Regions from separate parts of the Urocitellus parryii genome. Here region 1 is linked to region 2. The links are chromatin contacts, called in public Hi-C maps. All regions are on one chromosome and are shown on one strand. The core of a region is the stretch at or near the end of the contact, and the rest is flanking DNA. Distances in the headings are between cores, read along the strand shown. Region 1 holds the start of Dcaf16 (DDB1 and CUL4 associated factor 16). Region 2 holds the start of Lcorl (ligand dependent nuclear receptor corepressor like).

Evidence for each region. A called contact is a pair of places that touch in the nucleus more often than the background predicts.
Region 1: a Hi-C map of muscle shows a contact between it and region 2, with 5 times the contacts expected there. The contact joins the promoter of Dcaf16 here to the promoter of Lcorl in region 2. A contact is called at or near these places in 2 of 2 Hi-C or Micro-C datasets (liver and muscle).

The regions. Positions count from the first base shown.
Region 1 is chr10:132,710,063-132,716,811 of mUroPar1.hap1, forward strand. Dcaf16 (DDB1 and CUL4 associated factor 16) reads left to right here and starts at 2,250. Exons shown (of 3, transcript XM_026403548.2): 1 at 2,250-2,405. Ncapg (non-SMC condensin I complex subunit G) reads right to left here. Exons shown (of 21, transcript XM_026403497.2): 2 at 741-944; 3 at 99-327. The coding sequence starts at 944.
Region 2 is chr10:132,529,998-132,536,763 of mUroPar1.hap1, forward strand. It overlaps Lcorl (ligand dependent nuclear receptor corepressor like), which reads left to right and starts at 2,578. Exons shown (of 3, transcript XM_077803431.1): 1 at 2,578-2,734. The coding sequence starts at 2,578.

The DNA.
Region 1 (6,749 bases), core at 1,000-3,499, 180 kb after region 2:
TACATATATATGTAGTTCAAAATTAAAAAAAAAATTACAATTGCTGAAAAATTAACAAAATCAATAAAAACTGAAAAGATTTAGGAGGTCACACATACCTTTAACCACTGGACATTCATCATCCTTGGGATCCTGAAGTCGTGAAAGAGCCAGGACTGCTTGTATTCTCACATTTGGAATTTTATCTTTTAATCTAATAAGCATGGCTTCATTAATTTTATCAAACAAATCATCATCAATCTGGGCATTTTCTGGCATACTTCCCAAAAGCTTATTTATGAGCTGGCATACTCTAAATCTGACTGCACTGCTGTTTGCTTCATGAGACTAAAATAAAAACCAATATTCCTAGTCAACATACCATTCCTAAATATTCAATGCCACCTGAAGTGACAACAGTAATTCATTATTTGCTAATAAACTATGAAGGCATTTATATATAACTATATAAAGATACTTTTTATTCAGTTTGACAGTTTGAAAAAAAAGTATTTACTAAATTACAAATTATTTGTAAGAACTTGTAAAATAGAAAACTCACTGAAAACAAGTGAGAACTGATTGAAAGAGATCATCAAACACTTGATGCTGAAGTTATTTGTAAAGCCCACCTTTTACTGTTAACCAGAGTTACTCATTCACAGATATTTTCTCAATCACCAGATATTGTCCTGACATATACAAAATTTAAAGTAAAAGTTTCTACATTACTTCCCCAAGGTGCTAGTTTTCATAAGTACCTTTAAGAGAAAAGTAAACAAATAATTTAAAATGCCACCATCTTCCTCTTCCTCATCATCTTCCAAATTGGACTGGTGAAATGAAGTAACAAATTTTGCCGCGAATTCTATTACCCTCTCCACGGCTGGTTCCCGTTTATAAACCACCATAGCATATTTAAGGTAATGAACAAACTCCTCATGAAAAACTGCTTTATCATCCATCTGAAAAACAAAAGAAACCCCTCATAAACTGCACTGATTAAGATCCTTTAACCCAACATGACCCTAATACTGAGAGCACTAGCCAAAACACAAACTAAAATCATTGGTAAGCTCAGTTATCCAAAACAGCAAAAACAAAGAAGTAAGTCTGCACCAATTTCTCTCTAAACTATAATTTGCACCTCTCAGAGTGTACACCAGAGTGACTTTTGGCAGTTAAAGAATTCTTATATTTTCTTTAAATTTAAAATTTTCATTACGCATTTAGTGTCACTGGAGTATAAACCTGCTTTTTCATGAACTCACAACCAACACTACATATTTAGCCCTTTCTATCACCTGGAAATTTCCCTTGGTAAAACTTTCACATTCTATCCCATCTCCTACTTAAAGCCCTATTATACTTCCTTACAATTTTTCTTTGATATCAAGATACCTTCTCTTCCCCAAAATCATTGTCCCTTTGCTCCCTAGGCTCCACTCAAGACACATAGTAAGGGAAGGGCTAAGTTCCGATGTCTAATGGGCATTTGACGACTGGTTCCAGCTTGGCGGTGGCAGGAGGTTGGGGCTTTTCTGCGAAACGACGGCAGAGCCACCGAGCCCACTGACGCTCGGTGCCTCGGCGCCTTCCAGGTTCACTGCAGGCTCAGGATTAATGGCCCAAACCGTCCCGGAGATCGCAGGAGAGGAGGGAAGGGTCAGTGCAGAAAAGCCAGGGCGGGTCCCCGGGTGGACAGCGCCCCCGGCGACTCGGGCAAGTGGCCTGATCACTGTAAGCCGCGGGTCACGACAGCGAATAGGGGTGGAGGCAAGATGCATCAAGTCCGCAGAGCGACAGAAGGCCCTCGGGGAGGCTGGGCGGAGGAAGGTGGGGCGCGGCGCTCAGACGCGGGCCGCTGGCAGAACAGCTTACCGTGCCGTAGGTGCGACTCAGAGCCACCACCAGTTTCGCCTGGTTCTGGTGAGGCTGCTGTGCCAGCCGAAAGGCTTCCTTAATCGGCAGCAGCCTCTTCTCCGCTCCCATAGCGCCTAGATGACCGCCGTGGGCTCCGAAACCCAGCAGTCTAGTCTCCACTGACTCCCGTAGGCCGGCCTCTGAGCGTCCAGGGCGTGGTTACCGCCAGAGCGTTCAAATAACTCCCGCGGGAGATTGAAACATCGCGAGAACGCCGCGAGGGCTTAGGATGCTTGAGCGGGAAGAAAGGAGTCCATCCACTAAGAGCCCCGCGACTTGGGCGCATGCGCCTAGGGTGTGTTTCCCCGCCCCCGCGCCCCCCGTTTTTCCCGGTAGGAAGTGGCGTTTCTAAGGACAGGAGGCGTTGGTTCGACCGGAAGTGGTGCCGTCAGGGATGTCAAGCGGAGACTTGGTGCGACGTTCGGGACAGGGCTGGTGGCGCTACGCGTTAGCGGACTCGCGTGGCTGGGCGTGAGGCGAGAAAGCAGAAAGGATCCTCCACGGTGAGAACAGGGAGTCAGCCGAGGGAACCGTCTCCGCTCCTGCGGCGGGGCAGGGAACCCGAGGAGGGATGCGTGTGGAGGTGGAGGAGGGACCGGGCGTTGGCGAAGCCGGGGCGCGGCCGGCGCTCTCCGAGAAGCCAGCCGTCCCGAGTTCCCCGGATCCCGACACCCTGCGGCCCTTGTCCCGCCCTCTGTCCTGGCCTAGGGTGCCTGGCACTTGCCACGGCGAATGGAGGCGGGACCTGTGAGGAGGAGCAGCCCGGTGTAGTCGAGCTGCCGCTGGCTCCGGGCGTGCGAGCTTTTCCGGCGTCCTTCACAAACCTGCGGGAGCTCGGTGTAGTAAACAAAGGAGATCGCAGGGAGAGAGGTCTTCGGGGTCGTGGTTAAGAGAATGAAGTCTTTAAACCTTTTTTTTTTTTTTTTTTAATGAAATGATCTCCAATAAAAAGGAATACCTCTGTTGAGGCTCAGGACATACCCCTCCAAAATATGTCACTAGAGAGTGCTTACTTGGCGTATTTCTGGCTGTTATATTCTGAGAAACCGCAAATCAGGATTAGTTCTTAAAACTGTCTTTGTAAAGCATCCCCATACATAACCTCTCCGCATCTTTCCTTAACTATGGCACCACCTGCTTTCCTAAAAACCCCAAGCCCCTCTTCCTTCTGTAGTTCAGGATGCCTCAGTCATCTGACCCTTCTAGTCTCAGTGTCTTGTGAGTCTTCTGTGCCTGTGTACGTTATTAAATGTGCTTTTGTTGTTGTTAATGTCTTTTTATCAGTTCCTAATCCAACCAAAGAACCTAGGACGGAAAGAAACATTTCTCCCCTACACCTCAGTAACCACTGCCAGGTGAAGAAATAGAAAGTTACAACAAAGTTGCCTGTACAACTTTTGAATTAACCTTTCCTGAAATAACAGATATTTTAAAATTTACTGTTAATTTTGATCATGCAAATTTTTATATATTAACCATATGAATAAATATCGCTGAATGAATAGACTGTAGTGATTTGGATGTTTTAAATGTTATACGAATAACTGGCTTTTGCAGTCAATATGATTTTTAAGTTTATTCATATTGATAATGTTAATAGTAACAATGTGCCAGAGAACATTAAATCATTACAAAAACCCCTGTAAGGTAATTTCAGTCTCCTTTAAGATGATGAAGCCAAGGCACAGACCATCTGCCAAAGAATAATGTTCCTCTGCTTCATGTCCCTAATTCCTGAAACTTTCAGTATTCAAGTGCTAGTTAAGTGAGTTGCCTGTAATTTTGAAATTAACATGATGTCTAAATTTAAAGAAAAGAGAGGTATTCAAATTAATCAGAGTAAAAGCATAGAGGCCTAAAAATGCACAGATTATAAGGAGAGCATAGATAATCTCACTATAACTAAAAGGCAGAATACTTAGAAAGCTGTGGTAAAAGAAACCTAGAAAAGGCATTAATTTTTTAACCAGGTATACTCAATTTTATTACAACATGTCATCAATATAAATGATTGAGATAACTTACATTTTTTTCTAAGTCTTTGAAATTCGGTACTATTTTACTGTAACCACATTTCAGGCACTGAGTAGGCCCATGGAGCTAGTGGTACAGGGCTAGTGGCTACAGTAGTGAACTGCACAGAACTCTTCCTTTACTTTAGGGGAACTAGTTCATATACCATTTTTTTTAATGTAACATTAACTGATAAACCATTAGAACAAACTAATATTTGGTGACATTTTACTTATTTTGATGACTTTAATTGTACCCCTCTCTTTGTGTTTGGGTGCTTGCTACCTTTGTTATTTTGTAAAGTTTCTAATTGTATTATGTAGTACATTTTATTTGACTATCTCACCATCAATGAGAGACTTCATAATGTTTTGTTAGTTACTAAAGGATGAGGCATCTGGCCACCAGAGGTCAGCCTGTTTTCATTTTTTTTTTTTTTTATGATTAGTGCCATGCTTTTGTTCAGTATTTTTTGAAAATTATAATCTGAAAATTTTTTAAAGATGCTAGATTAAATTTAAACATCACAGTCTTACCACTCTAAAGTTTACATGGGTTTTGCCTTGTTTTTAGTGCTGTGGAAGAGAACAAATAATAACAACTATGGGAATTTCTTCCTGTCCTTGGTAAAGTTAGTTTGACTAAAAAAATAACAAACACTAAGAAAAGATGTGTATTAAAGGTATCAATTACCAATATTTCTTTAAAGGTAAATTGTACGTGGAAATGTATAAAGTACATTCCGTTTTTTTTTTATTTTTTTATTAGTTGCTCAAAACATTACAATGATCTTGACATCATACATTTGATTCAAATGGGGTACGTAATCTTAATCTTATTTTTCCACGTGTACAGATTGCAGGATCATATTGGTTATACAGCCACGTTTATACATAGGGTCATACTAGTGTCTATTGTATTGTGCTGCCCATCCTATCCCCCCTCCCTTCCCCTCCCCTCTTTCTACCCAATCTACTGTGACACATTTCTCTCTTTTTTCTTCCCCCTCACACCATCTTATATGTAATTTTGCATAACAATGAGGGTCTGCTACCATCTTCTGTGCAATTCCCCTTCTCTCTCCCATTCCCATGCACCTCTCGCCCCTATTTAATGGTAATCTTCTTTTCATGCTCTTCCTCCCTGCTCTGTTTTGAATCGCCCCCCTTATATCAAAGAAGACATTCTGCATTTGTTTTTTAGGAATTGGCTACCTTCACTTAGCATAATCTGCTCTAATGTCATCCATTTCCCTGCAAATACCATGATTTTGTTGTTTTTTAGTGCTGAGTAATATTCCATTGTGTATAAATGCTACATTTTTTTTTATCGATTCATCTATTGAAGGGCATCTGGGTTGGTTCCACAGTCTAGCTATTGTGAATTGTGCTGCTGTGAACATTGATGTAGCTGTGTCCCTGTTGTATGCTCTTTTTAGGTCTTTTGGGTATAGTCCGAGAAGGGGAATAGCTGGGTCAAATGGTGGTTCCATTCCCAGCTTTCCAAGGAATCTCCATACTGCTTTCCAAATTGGCTGAACTAATTTGCAGTCCCACCAGCAATGTTAGAGTACATTCAGTTTTGATATGTGTTTTAGTCAGCTCTATCGTCACCATAACCAAAAGACCTGACAAGAATAGTTTGAAAAGAGGAAAAGTTTAGTTTGCACTCAAGGTTTCAGAGGTCTCAGTCCATAGGCAGCTGACTCCATAGCTCTGGGCCCAAGGTGAAGCAGCACATCAAGGCAGAATGGCGTGACAGAGGAAAGCAGCTTAGGAAATGGTGATCAGAAAGCACAGATCTCAGCTCACCGGGGACAAAATTATAAATCCCCAAGGCATGCCCCTAGTGAACCACCTCCTCCAGCCATACCTTCCCTACCTTTCTACAATTATTGATATCAGTGGGTTAATGCACTGGTTATGTTAAAGCTCTTATAACCCAATCATTTCGTCTCTAAATTTTCTTGCATTGTCTCACACATGAGCTTTTGGGGGAATACTTTGAATCAAACATAACATTCTGCCCCTGGCCCCTAGAAGCTCATGCACATCTCAGTGCAAAATGTGTTTATAGTCTATTTTTTAAGGCTTAAGGATCAGCCATGCATTATGGTGCAAACCTGTAATCCCAGTGGCTTGGGAGGCTGAGACAGAAGGATTGTGAGTTCAAAGCCAAACCCAGCAAAAGCAAGGTGCTAAGCAACTCAGTGAGACCTTCTCTCTAAATAAAATACAAAATAGGGCTGGGGATGTGGCTCAGTAGTCAGATGCCCCTGAGTTGAATCAGATAACAAAAGAAGGAGAAAAAAAAAAAAGAAAAGAATCTTAACGATTCCACCATTTCCCAAAAGTCTAAGTCCAAAGTCGTCTCTGAAACTCAAGACAAACTCTCAGCATGAGCCCTAGGAAAACTGAAAAGCAGGTTACATACATTGAACATATAATGGCATAGAATAAACAATGTGGAAAAATTTTGTACATGGACTGTTAAGGATAACAGTAATGGGTTCCTTGTTAGGTCTAGGATTTAGGTATGCCTTCACATAGACTTTTTCTGCCTTTTTGCTGATTTCAAAAGTGGAGTAACCCATTTTTTAGAATGTTTTGAGTAATAACTGAAGTGTACCCAAATAATTTTATAGATGCAATCTGCTTGAAATGAAAACAGTAAAAATAAAAGCACAAAGAACAATTAAAACCCTTCTCTAGTCTCAATAAAGTTAAGACAACAGTATGTGACAGATGTTAATATTCATTTCAGATTGAACTAGGTAATAATACATAGATTTAAAAGGTTTTTATACCCAGTGACCCAGGAAACTGAGGCAGGAG
Region 2 (6,766 bases), core at 1,328-3,827:
GCTTTGGGACATGGGACCTAATAAGATGCAATGAGTCTCAAAGGTTAGAGTGAATGGATTAACTTTGTTATCTTGAAAATGAGTTTGTTAGAAAAGTGGGAGTTTGGCTCACCCTTTTAATCTCTTGCCTCTGCCCTTCTGCATAGGATGACACAGCAAGAAGGCTCTTGCTAGATGCCAACATTATTGTCTTAAATTTCCTAGCCTCCAGAACAGTGAGAGATAAATTTGTTTTTATAAAGTAGTCTGTGTTATTCTGTTACAGCAGCACAAAATGAACTAAGATAGTTAATTTGTCCCCGTCCCACCAGTATTTGTTAAATGTGTTTGTTTGTGTGTGTGTAAACTATAATTGGGGGAGGATAGATACTGTGCCTTTTTAGGTTTATGTAACAAGAGAAGCTTTATCCAGTGTTAATATATCCTACCAAGCAATACAGAGATGCTGGACTTCGAGATTAATGCTTTACTGAACAGAATTTTCAGATTGTCTCACTTGTAATAGGAGTGAATGTATTTTGTAGTGTAAAGAATTAACTGTAAATTAGTGGCTAGAGGATGAATTGTGATATCCTTGGTGCTATTCCATTAAGAAATTCTAGTTATCGTTCTTCTGGGCAAATAGGATTGCACCTCCCCTGCTCCTCGAAGATAGAGATACCTACATGATTTGCTTTGGTCAGTGAAATATGAGTGGAACAGACTCCTAGTACTTTTAGGAAGAACTAGTTTGCCATTCCTCATCTTCCTTTTGTTTATCAAACATGGAAGAAAGTTCCAGTCTTTCCAGCCTCCCTAAACATCTAGTTGCTTGGTGAGAACCACCTGGAATGAAGGTCCCTCACCCCTGAAGAAGAACATGTAGATTAAATTTTGTTTTGTTTGTTTTAAGGCACTAAGATTTTTGGATCCTTTGTGACTGCACCAAAGTGTTCCATCCTAACTAATGAAGACTACTACAGAAGCCATCAGGAAACCTACAAAGTCTAATCATCTTAGCAATTTATGTGTAGAAGTGGTAACTGAAACCATTCATTTATAATTTCAAAAGCACTTTCACTAGTGATTTCACCTGTCTCAAATGTGACTGTTCTAGGAAAGGTGTTTGTAAGATTTCCAACGTCACTGTTTTAAAAAAAAAACAAAAAACTTTTATGAAGGTGTAATCACATCTTCACTACTGAGGTAATGATGAACAATACTTCTTCGCGTGGAGTGGGTAAGAAAGGTAGATGAAGATAAGCCATACAAGGAGGGTGATACAGAACTCAGAAACATATTTCCCATAGACTTGTGCACTTGTGCATAAATTCCCAGTAATACACTTCTTAGTAAACTTTGGGTGGCTTAGCCTGGGTTTGGCCCTCTGCAACTATACAAGAAATAAATGCAGGCTTGCTCTGGTGCAAAAGTAAAAATCTAATTGAAGTCTAAATTTAACCAAAAAATTTCTTTCTCTCAGAATAAGTTATTTTCTTTAGCATAGTGCAGAATTCACTCCATAACAAATTTAAAGTGCTGAATCCCATGCCACATCCTGGCACTGTACTAGGGTAGAGCGAATGAAAGATGCCAAGGCACAGAAGTCTCAGGGGGTGGTTTCCCTCCAGGAGTTTATATTTTGCAGATCATAAAAAATTCCCTCCTGGAGTTTTCAGCCAGCTACGTCCTCTCCCTTAAATAATTTTCGGTGAAAAGTCTTTCATCTTTTTCCTAATTCTAGCAAGTATTTCCGCTTTGCAATGATCTCTTCGCCTTGGAAACTGAAGTCACTGCGGCATCTCTGGACGTCTGGCAATTATTTCAGATGCAACTGAATAGTTGGCTTGCCCTTTCCCTGTAGTGACAAGATGACAGTGACCCCTCAAAGTTTCCAACACTTAAAGCACACTTGCAAGAACCAACAATTTTTGCACTTCCATTGTGGAAGCTAAAGCAGCGCGTCTGTCTGGACAACGCCGGCAGTGTAAGGTCCTGGGGGTAGGGAGTGGGAGTTTAAGCCCACCTTAGGTCCTGCGCCAAGAAGTCGAAGGCCACTCGGCTAGCTACAGCGTGCTAGAGGACCCGTGGGTGCTCATCTGGGCCAGACTACAACGCCCAGCCTGCACCGCGCCAACGCCGCAAGTTCCGCTTCGGGACAAGGGCGCAAGGGAGCCTGGGAAGTGAAGTCTCCGAACGGCCAGCGCCAAGGCAGAAAGGAGGCGTTGCTAGTCAGCTCCTTTAGCACGCGGGTTCCTGGCTCGGCTCCGGGTCTCTCGCTCCCGCTCAGGGTTTTCGCGGGCGGCGGGAGCGGCATGGCTTGCTTGAGTAAACTCCGGGGGAGGAGGGGAGAGAGGAGTGGATGGGGGGGCGGGGTCAGCGGAAGCGGCAGGTTGCTTCCTTCTCCTCTGGCTCCCTCCCCGCCTCTCCCTGAGGGAGCGGTGGGAGGGGGAGGGAAGGGCAGAGGGAAGGTAGTGACACGTGTCAATCAACCCCCTCCGGGGGGCGCGCGCTCCGGGGCTCGCGCCGAGGGCTCGCGCCCCTGCCTCGTGCCTGCGCCGCTCGTATGTAAATGAGGGCGCGTGACGCGGGACGCAGATGGACAAGGGAAGAGAGAGAATGGCCGCTGCCGCCGCCGCTGCTGCCGCCGCCGCCGCCGCCGCCGCTCAGTGCCGGAGCCCTCGGTGCGCGGCGGAGAGGAGAGGATTCCGGCGGGAACTCGACTCTTGGCGCCACCGCCTCATGCACTGTGTAGGTAAGAGAGACACGGGTCGGGGCCCCGGGCTCCGTGCGGCGGCTGCTGCCGCAGCCCGAGGAGTTTGTGGCTGAGGGGTTTAGTTGAATCTCCGGTTCGGGTCAGTTCAATGGGGAGAGAGATGGGAGCGGCGGCGGCGCGGCGGCCCCGGCGCTCGCCTTTTGTCTCGGGGGCTCCTCGCCCGGCGCGGTCCGCGCTCGGTCGCCTGCCTTCTCGGCTCCTGGGCTCCCAGGGAACTGTTAGTTCGGACCCGCTCGCCGAGCCCGGAGGAAGCCACTCGCTCGCGCTCTTGCCGAAACTCCTCCGTGCCCGTATCGCCGCCAGCGGTCCTTGCTGACAGGAGGGGGAAGCGGCCGGGCTGGTCGGCGCCCTGGCCGAAGGGAGCCGGCGGGCAGGGCAGCGGGAGGAAGGCGGGCTGGTCCGCGCCCCCGCCGAGCGCACACACACCCCCTTCTCGTCGCCGGGGGCCGGGCTGGCGGACACGGCCGAGTTCCCGGGGATCCGGACCCGGGGGTCCCCGGGGCGCTCGCGGGGCCGGGGCCGCGGGTGGGCCGGCGGGGGGCGAGGGCGGGGGGCGCCGCCCGAGGGGCGGGGGGCGTCCAACTCTGCCCTCTCGCGCTCGGCGGTGGCGGCGGCGGCTCTGTGTGTACCCCTTTAAGAAGGAGCCGCTCGAGCGCTGACGGTTGGGATTTGAAGTTCTTCCTCCCTCTTTGGAAGTCTGGACGGCCAGGGGGGGGTGTTGCCACGGCAACGGCACCCTCTTCCCCCCCCCCACTCACCCCTCCGCGCGGACGCCCCGACGACTCCTGTCCTTTCACTGTCATGTGATGGACTCTCCCTGCACACACACTCGCGTCGCCCTCCCCGGCTCGCAGCCCGGTTCAGCTGCAAGGCTGCCTTCCCGGGGGAGGGGGTCCGACTCCTTTGCTCCAAACTTCTGGACTAGGAGCTCTCATTCTGTGGGTTGCTCGGGGTGGCGGGAGATGGCGGGACTCCCCACCTTGCAGCAGCCTTTTTTTGCCCGCGTGAGACTTGCGCCTGGAGCTGGTGGGCAGGCTGATGGGTGGGCGTGGAGGGGCCGGAGCGGTCGGGCCGGGCGAGCCGCGCGGGTTTGTGTATCGGGGGTGTGGGTGGGACTGGGTGCCGAGAGTGGGAAGGAAGGTTGCGTTGTGTCAGCGGTGGGCGATGGCTCCGCTTTTTCTGCTGGCCAGTAAATATTGGCATTGGGAGTTGGGGAGTGACCTTAGTGCCTTAAGGAAACAACTGTCTCACCTTGTTTTCATCTGTTCTTGCGCCACCTCGCGCCCCTTCCCCTTCCCCACTCCCTAGGTTTGTTTGGTTAGCTCCTTAAGATCTCTCCTGCTTTCACTGGTGGGGCGGAGGTCCTCCTAGGTTACACCAGTGACAACTTCATTCCTAAAGGTGCCCTGCAGAATGGGATGCCTGTAGGAAAACGTACGTGAAGGAAGACTGCTCCGATGAGGGGCGTTTAAGTGCTGTTTAAGACCTGTACTGTTTTATTTTATCTATATAAAATATGTTTTGGTGTTATCTGAGGAAGTTAAGGGAAAAAGCTTTAGTCAAGTGTTCATAAGTGATTTCAGTCTAAAAAAACCTCTGGGAATTCTTTATACCAAGTGTGTTGGTATTTGTTCTTTTTGAATACAAAATGTACCTATCTTTATTATTACATATGTGAAGATCTTTTCTGCTGGAAAAAAACTGCATAGAAATTGTTGAGTTTATTAAGATAGAATCAGGTAGGATGACAGCATTGTAATACTGGCTCATGCCGATACTATGTTACGTTTTGCCAAGGGATACAGTGATTTAAGGTTGTCTTTGGTCAGTTTTTATTTTAGAATATTTTGGGAGTATGTTTTTCTCTTGCTTATCCAGATGCGACTTTGCATCGCAAAACTACTTGTACCTTTGAAAAAAATCAAATTTTAATGAGACACAAAATTAACCGGATTTGATGGAAAAGGGAATTCAATTGTATTTCTGACTTACCTGCTTCAATACTCAAGTAATATTGGAAAACACTGAAAATTGAGTTAATATTGTATATCTAACGGACAATCTATGCTACTCTTTTAATGTAACACATAATTGTACATGAAAAGAATTTTTTTCCTGGGTTCTACCTATATTTGAGAATTGTATTGTTTCTTATAGTCCCAGTTCTAGTCAGGAGACCTATCTCATACTTGGTTTTTGTCACCATTATTTTTAAATAAACAATAGAACCATTTTAAACATGGTATGTACTTGTTGATTGGGTGTGTGTGTGTGTGTGTGTGTGTGTGTGTCTGTGTCTGTGTGTATGTGTTCTGTCATACTTATTTATGATCTAAAAGTAGTTTGTGTAATTATTTTGAGTCAACTTTTGCTGTTAATATGCTTACATTCATTACTTTGTAAACATATTTACAAAAAGCCAAATTTTTTTTGCATGTTTGACTTTATATTTCTATATTTAATAGTCATTGCTATTACTGCTTGAAATTATTTTTATAACATAACACCCTTTTTGCCTTTGGGGGGGGGGAAATGATCCAGAAGTTTTACTTGTAAGATAAGAAATTGTTAGGCTGCTTCTCAGGGTTATACAGCAACTTAGTGAACTCCTAGAGAAGTTTTGAATCTCAGCACTTACCTTGACTACTCTTTTAAGGTAATTGATTCAATTTTATTAATATAGTAAAAATTTATAAAGAAGCAAGTTATTGTAGTTGTCAGTGACTGCTTATAGTTAATTGTAAAGGTAAAATGCTTGACTCCCATTATAAAAAAGAAGTATTTACCTTCTTCTAATTGTGGAATTTATCTCTTTAATTTAGATTTTTGACCACTCTTTTGATTCATTCCTGGTTTTTATTTAAAAAAATGGAGAGTTGTCCCTCTTTGTCCCAAATAATGGTTCTGTTTTCAATGTGGAGCTTTATATAATTTAATGCTTTGTTTATAAGCATCATGTAGTATGTGAGTGTGCTCACTTTAAAAAACGTTTGCATGCTTATTGGATGTAGTAAATAGTACTTTGAATGATAATGAGCAATAATAGACATAGTCCTGAATCTTATGGAATATGTAAATGACTATCTGATGAGTCAAAATTAACAGAGTTAAGTCTAGAATAAAATAAATGTATTAGTACATTTAAAAACATCCAGACTTTGGTAGAGTTATTAAAATATCTGATTTGGAAGATAGGCCAGTTTTGAAAAACTTTATTATGATATAATTTTGATCTTACAAAAAAATTGGAACAATTTTTGCCTGTTGTTTCACATTTTGTTTTATTTGGCTTTATCATTCTTGCTTTATATTCACATATGTTTTTCTGAATAATTTGTGAGTAATTTGAAAACATCATACCTTTTTACTCTTAAAATTTTTTATGTATTTTTCCTAAAAACAAGGACATTATCTTATCTAACCAGAGTGAGTTATTAAAAACCGTGAGATTTAGTATTGACATAATATTATTATCTAATTTATAATCTATATTCAAATCTTGTTTATCTGTTTTCTCTATAACCCTTTCCACCCAATACAAGATCCACTCTGAGATCATGTACCACATTTGATCATCACATCTCTTCAGTCTTTTCAAATTGGGAATACTTCCTCAACCTATTTCTTGACCTTGACATTTTTGAAAAGTACAAGGCAGTTATTTTGTAGAGTATGCCTCAGTTTGAATTTGTCTGTTGTTTTCTCATGATTAGATTGGTTATGCATTTGGCAGGAATACCACTGAAGAGATGTTTTGTTCTTCTCAGTACATCATATCTTAAGGCTCATAAGGTTGATTTGTCCTAGTGTTGTTGATGTTAGCTTTGAAAATTTGGTTAGCGTGGTGGTCTGTATATTCCAACCTGAAAGTTATTATTTATTTCTCTGTAATTAACATGCAGCTTGTGGAAAAGTATTCTGAATAACAGGATGTTGTCAGAGTCTCAATCAAAATTTTACCCACAAGTTTTAGCATCCATTGATGATTTTCCAATTTCATTCCTTCAGCAG